Linked DNA regions of Danio rerio: region 1 is linked to region 2. The links are chromatin contacts, called in public Hi-C maps. All regions are on one chromosome and are shown on one strand. Each heading gives the region's core, a stretch centred on a gene start, on an enhancer-like site or on the middle of the called end of the contact. The rest is flanking DNA. Distances are from core to core; before and after follow the strand shown. Region 1 holds the start of pkdcca (protein kinase domain containing, cytoplasmic a). Region 2 has its middle 69 kb from the start of pkdcca.

The links. Hi-C and Micro-C count contacts between places; a contact is called where the count stands out from the background.
Region 1: a Hi-C map of embryo shows a contact between it and region 2, with 1.6 times the contacts expected there. The contact joins the promoter of pkdcca here to the enhancer-like site in region 2. A contact is called at or near these places in 2 of 18 Hi-C or Micro-C datasets (embryo and an unstated tissue).

What each region holds. Positions count from the first base shown.
Region 1 is chr13:3,097,567-3,100,442 of GRCz12tu, forward strand. It overlaps pkdcca (protein kinase domain containing, cytoplasmic a), which reads right to left and starts at 1,586. Exons shown (of 7, transcript NM_001161598.1): 1 at 891-1,586. The coding sequence starts at 1,586. It also overlaps a transcript of fbxo9 not described here.
Region 2 is chr13:3,028,376-3,031,096 of GRCz12tu, forward strand. It overlaps a transcript of fbxo9 not described here and a transcript of pkdcca not described here. Among named protein-coding and RNA genes, the nearest start is that of pkdcca, 69 kb to the right of the region's middle. Within about 2 kb of position 1,421, at least 7 of the 62 cell types and tissues checked have an H3K27ac peak or open chromatin away from gene starts, as enhancers often do.

The DNA of each region.
Region 1 (2,876 bases), core at 336-2,835, 69 kb after region 2:
CGTAAACATTCACACATGAGATCCCACACTGCAGTTACACACCGTTTACATTAGAGACGCCTATATGATAGATATTAATGCAGCTGTTGCTAGTTGCTAGCTTTGGAATTGCTCGCTAATTGCTAATTTGTTGCTATCAAACTAAGCTTCATCAATTAGGCCTGATAACTTGCCTATAAATGAAAATGAAGGTCACAAAAAGTTCACCCTAATTCGACATTGCATGATATAGTTGTTTAATGTTGCTCCAAAAATGGCAAACGCAAATTAAAGATAATGAGTTTATAACCTACTTTGAATACTATATGATAAAGCTAATGCTGTTTAGAATTTAATCACATGTATAGCCTATATATACAGTGCTCGGCAAATATAAGAAGTCAACAGCCCTCACAAATCTCTCACTTAAATTCATATTTCTATAGGAAGGATTTGTGCATACATTAGATTAGTCAAAGAAGCCAAATCTCGAGCTAATCTAACAAAATAGTTTACAAAAACAGTCCAAAAATGTGTAGGTCTAATTTATATGTTAGGGGAAAATATTTAAACGTATTATCTTTCTATTTGTAAAGATGTTCGGTGGCTAAAATTATATTTTAATAAATATATCTGTTTAATAAACCTGTTTTGCACCAAAATACCTATATTTATTGAGAAATATTCATTTTGAAAATGGGATGTACGCAAAATTGCTGAGCACTATATATATATATATATATAAATATATATATATATATATATATATATATATATATATATATATATATATATATATATATATATAATTATATATATATAATTATATATATATATATATATATATATATATAATTTGAACACCAATGAAGTGTGATTCCAAAACAATTTTACAATATAATCCACATTACCTTGAGAATGTTGGGGTGCTGCAGTCTCTCCATCAGCGTCATTTCCTTGATAATTTTGAAGGATGCGAGTTTGTAACAGTCTGCAGACGATGCGTATTTCTTCACACAATTCTCCATGTCGTGACCTCCAAAATCGACTGATTTTAACGCGACGGAGAAGCTGCTGTTCAAAGCTGCCCTGTAAACCGCCTTTGTGTATCCAGAGCCCAAATACTGGACATTGGTAACGTTATCGATACTGCCGCAGCCGAGCCCCGACTCGCGCGTAATCTCCCGGTGCGATTTTGTTGCTATGGACACTGCGGGAGTCGATCGCGATGGATCGTAATGATTAATTTTCTCAATTCCTTTGTATGATTCCCACTCGCTACGTTGCTCCAGGTCCATTAGTCGCCGGCGTTCCAGAGGTCCGGTGCCGAGCCAGTGCGCCTGTCGGTACCGCAAAACCTCGTCCAGCCGCTCGCGTATTTGCCGCTGGAGCTCAGAGAGTCGCCCAACAGTGGCCGGTTCTACCGGCGGCGAGTCGTCGATCTGAAGCCGGGCAGGAGCGTCCGTATGTTTCTCGTGGTGGTGGTGGTGGCGGTGCACCCGCTCGCTGTGGTGCTCGAATCCCGGAATGAACAATAAATTCATCAGCGTGCCCAAGATGAACGAGACGCAGAAGCCCGCCGCTACCACCATCTTTCTCCGCTTCATTTTATTACTTATGATTATTAGCAGAAAATAGATGTGTTCCCCCTTCCAGCCTCCGCCTACCCGCCTGGCAGCTGCAGGCAGTCTGGCCGTGCCGGAGTGTAGTATTGTGCGGCGTGAAGGCTTCAGGATCCCGAGGAATTAAGTCTATGATGCTGCCCTCTCTATGATGATGCTGTCTTCATCTTGCAGTTATGATTTAAGATCCACCCCATATAAGGCTGATCATGGTGACAGTTGCGCGTGTGCGCTCGGTTGGCGGGGGTCTCGAGCGCGCGCCGCAGCAGCACCGAGCCCGAGCGCGTCTCTCGATCGGTCTGACGTCACCTTGACTGGCAATCGACTCGGCCCTCTGCTTCTGTGGAAAAGCTGCACTTCTGACTTAAAGGAATAGTGCACTCCCAAATTAAACTGGTTTACTCACCCGCATGCTGCCTTGGACCCGCATTAGCGCGTTCTTCTGCGGAATGCAAGGAAAGTCTTTTTCACAAAGCGACTGTACGAATATTGATATCAAGCTTCAGAAAGGAATGCAAACATCATGTGTTAGGCAGTTTGAATGCATGTAGATGGATTTATGCAAGGAGTTGCCAAACATTTAGAACGCAAAGTGAAACATTTGCAATGCCATCCGACATTAGAAAACTACATAAAAAAGTGACCAGCACATTCTTCAAAATTTCTCCTTTTGTTCTGCTAAAGTTTCCAGGCTAATTTGGTAAATAATTACAAAAATGCCACATTATAGGGAAAAGTGTTTCTTCTTGACTGTGTGTAATTTACAAATAAGTATGAATTAGCAAAATTACAATAAATTAGCAACATTTTAGTGGGTGGCTTTTGTAAATTGCAGTACTAATGTATCATCATTTTGACTCAAATATAAAAAAAAGACTACACATGCTAACAACAACAACAACAACAAAACTTTTATAGTTATTAGCCTGTTTTAAACTCCCTTCTTAACATTTATTCATATTTGCTGTTATTTGACAAGCATCTTTTGTTTTCAAAACATGTCTAATAGACGTCTAAACATATCGTCTGGGGCTAAAACAAGACTAAATTTGGGCTGTCAGAGAAAATCTAATAGACATCTAAAAATAGGCCAAAACTAGTCATCAAAAATGCAGAAATGAATGACTACACATTTACAGTCTGTCTGATCTGTCTATTTGACGACTAGTCTAGTTTTGGACTATTCCAAGATGTCTATTAGAAAAAAATTATGTCTGCTAAATTGTTGCAAATAATTTATATGTGTTGAGTTTAAACAAACAAATTAAATTTAAT
Region 2 (2,721 bases), core at 171-2,670:
CAACATTTTCACGCTAGAAACGTAACTGATATGCTGCAACGGCTCCTTTAAATACGAGATCAATGTAGTGAGTTTTGATGCTCTCGCCGCCGGAGCTGAAGGCAGACAGCGATATTGCCAGGGCGGCCAGAGTGACGTGGGACGCTCTCGCCGCTTTCGGTGTGAACGTACGGTAAGAGGATAAATAGTGAACAGGTAAGTAGGTGGATCGGGTGTCCTACAATGATAAAATGATAAAAAAAAAAACATTTTAATTTAACAAATTCAAGAAGTCTATCAGTGTTCATGCTAATATGTACATTTGTATTTTTATTTTATAGATTGGTGTGTAAAAACAGTAGACTTTTATTGTGTCCCACATTTAGACGACTGAAATACAAACGTGTGCGTGTTTAATTTTTTTCAGGTCAGGGTGTTACTGTGTTGAAAATAAATGGAAAACAGTCTCGGGTCTCCTACGGCTCTCAGCAGCTTTCTCTGAGAGATTTCACGTCTTGAATAGATTAAAACATCCACATGATGTATTTGTATTTGGAGAAGCTTATCTTGGATATGGAAAGGCTTAAACTGCGTCGTGAACAGAGATGAGAAATGTTGAGCTGGCCGATTTTTTATGAGTGAGAGGACAGGAGTTTGGACCGGATATATAGACATTTGTCCAGTGTCCTTGAATACACACGATTGCACATTGTGTGTGTGTGTGTGTGTGTGTGTATTACGCAGATTTTTTAACTCAAGCTGCATGTATTTCAGAAATTCGGACATTTAAAATGGGCCAGCTCCAAAGTCATGGTGACATGCTGTGCTGTACAGAGTCATGTGGGTAAGAAAAATCTATAACAAATGTTGTAATTAAAGTAAATGTGGAAACAAATACACTTAAGTTGTTGTATTATATTAAGATCGGTCACTTCTGTCACAGAGATTAGTCCCTTTGTCGAGTTTATACACTCTCAATGAATTCTTGAATTCTGGGCCAAACTTTTTTTTTTTTTTTTTTTTTTTTTGAGGGAATAAATGAATTTAATCAATTTTGGAACAAGGCTGTAACACTGAAAAATATTTGGAAAAAGTTAAGTGATATGAATACTTTCTGATGCACTGTACAGAATGTACCCACAAGCACATATTTTTCTTGGTTCTCAAAAATGTATCCATGGGCACATTTTCCCAGTGAGCCAGTGTTGCACACGCTATTCTTCTCGCATACGGTTTTTCACTAACTGTTTAGGAAGTATGCCATTTCAGATGCTCTAAACTTGTGCATTGTTAGGAGCTCACTTGCAGAACTGCGGTCTCTCTTGCTCCATCTCCTATTGGCTTTAATGGGACTGTGCGCCTTCTCGCTAATTTGCCTGTTAAGTAAATCTGGCCCTTTGTCTCAGTCATGTGTATGTATGTGTGTGTGTGTGTTCAGAAGTGTGTAGCAGAACAGGTCAGCGTGATGAAGTAGGAATGCGAGAGGAATGCAGACACCGTGCTGCTCATCACAGCATGAAAGAAACGACAGAAGGAAAAAAAATACTACAATGGTAAAGGACTTTTAAGAGACGGACACAGAGAGCTTCTGCTGATGGGACAAAATGCACACACACACTAGCGATGTTTGCATTCACCTATTTTTATGCACATTTTGAAATGTTACGGAAAAAAAGCTAAATAGATATGGCAAGATGCAAATACATTTTGAAAATGTGCATTTAATACACTAAGAAAAAAATCCTGGTTGCCTTAATTTTTAAGCTGAAACAAATCAACCTTAAGAGTCCATTGAACTTATATTATGTTAAACTGACTTAAAACAGTGTAACTTATTAAACTAAGTTTTAATTTAATTTTATAAGTTACAATGATATAAAAACATGTTGTCAGGACCAATTGATTATATATTTTTAACAGTGTAATAACAATAATAATAATAATAATAATAATGGTAAATAGATATGACAAGATGAGAATATTTTAGAAAATGCACATTTAATAATAATAACAAAAGGTGATTAGATACAACAAGATGCGAATACATTTTTTAAACAACAACAACAACAACAACAACAACAACATGAAATAGACACGGCAAGATGCAAATAAATTTAAAAAATTTGCATTTAATATTAAAATAAACAACAACAACATAAATAGATGTGGCAAGATGTGAATAAATAAAATTTTGAAAATGTGCAGTAATAATAATAATAATAATAATAATAATAATAATAATAACAACAATAATAAAAGTTAAATAGATACAGCAAGACGCAAATAAATTTTGAAAATGTGCATTTAATAAAAAATTAAAATAATGATAGCAACAACAACAACAACAACAACAACAACAACAACTGTGGCAAGATGTGAATAAATTAAACTTTGAAAATGTGCATTTTCTAATAAATAATAATAATAATAATAATAATAATAATAAAAGGTAAATGGATACAGCAAGATGCCATTTTTTGAAAACAACAACAATAAGTAAATAGATACAGCAAGATGTGAATACATTTTGAAAATATGCATTTAATAATAATAAAAATAACAAATTAATAACAACAACAACAGCAGTAAAGATATGGCAAGATGCAAATAAGTTTTGAAAATGCACATTTAATAATAAACAACAACAACAACAACAACTATTATTATAATGCACACAACTAAGAGGGACAAACTATCCCTCTTATCTATCCCTCTTAGAAAAAAACAAGTCATGTGGTTTTG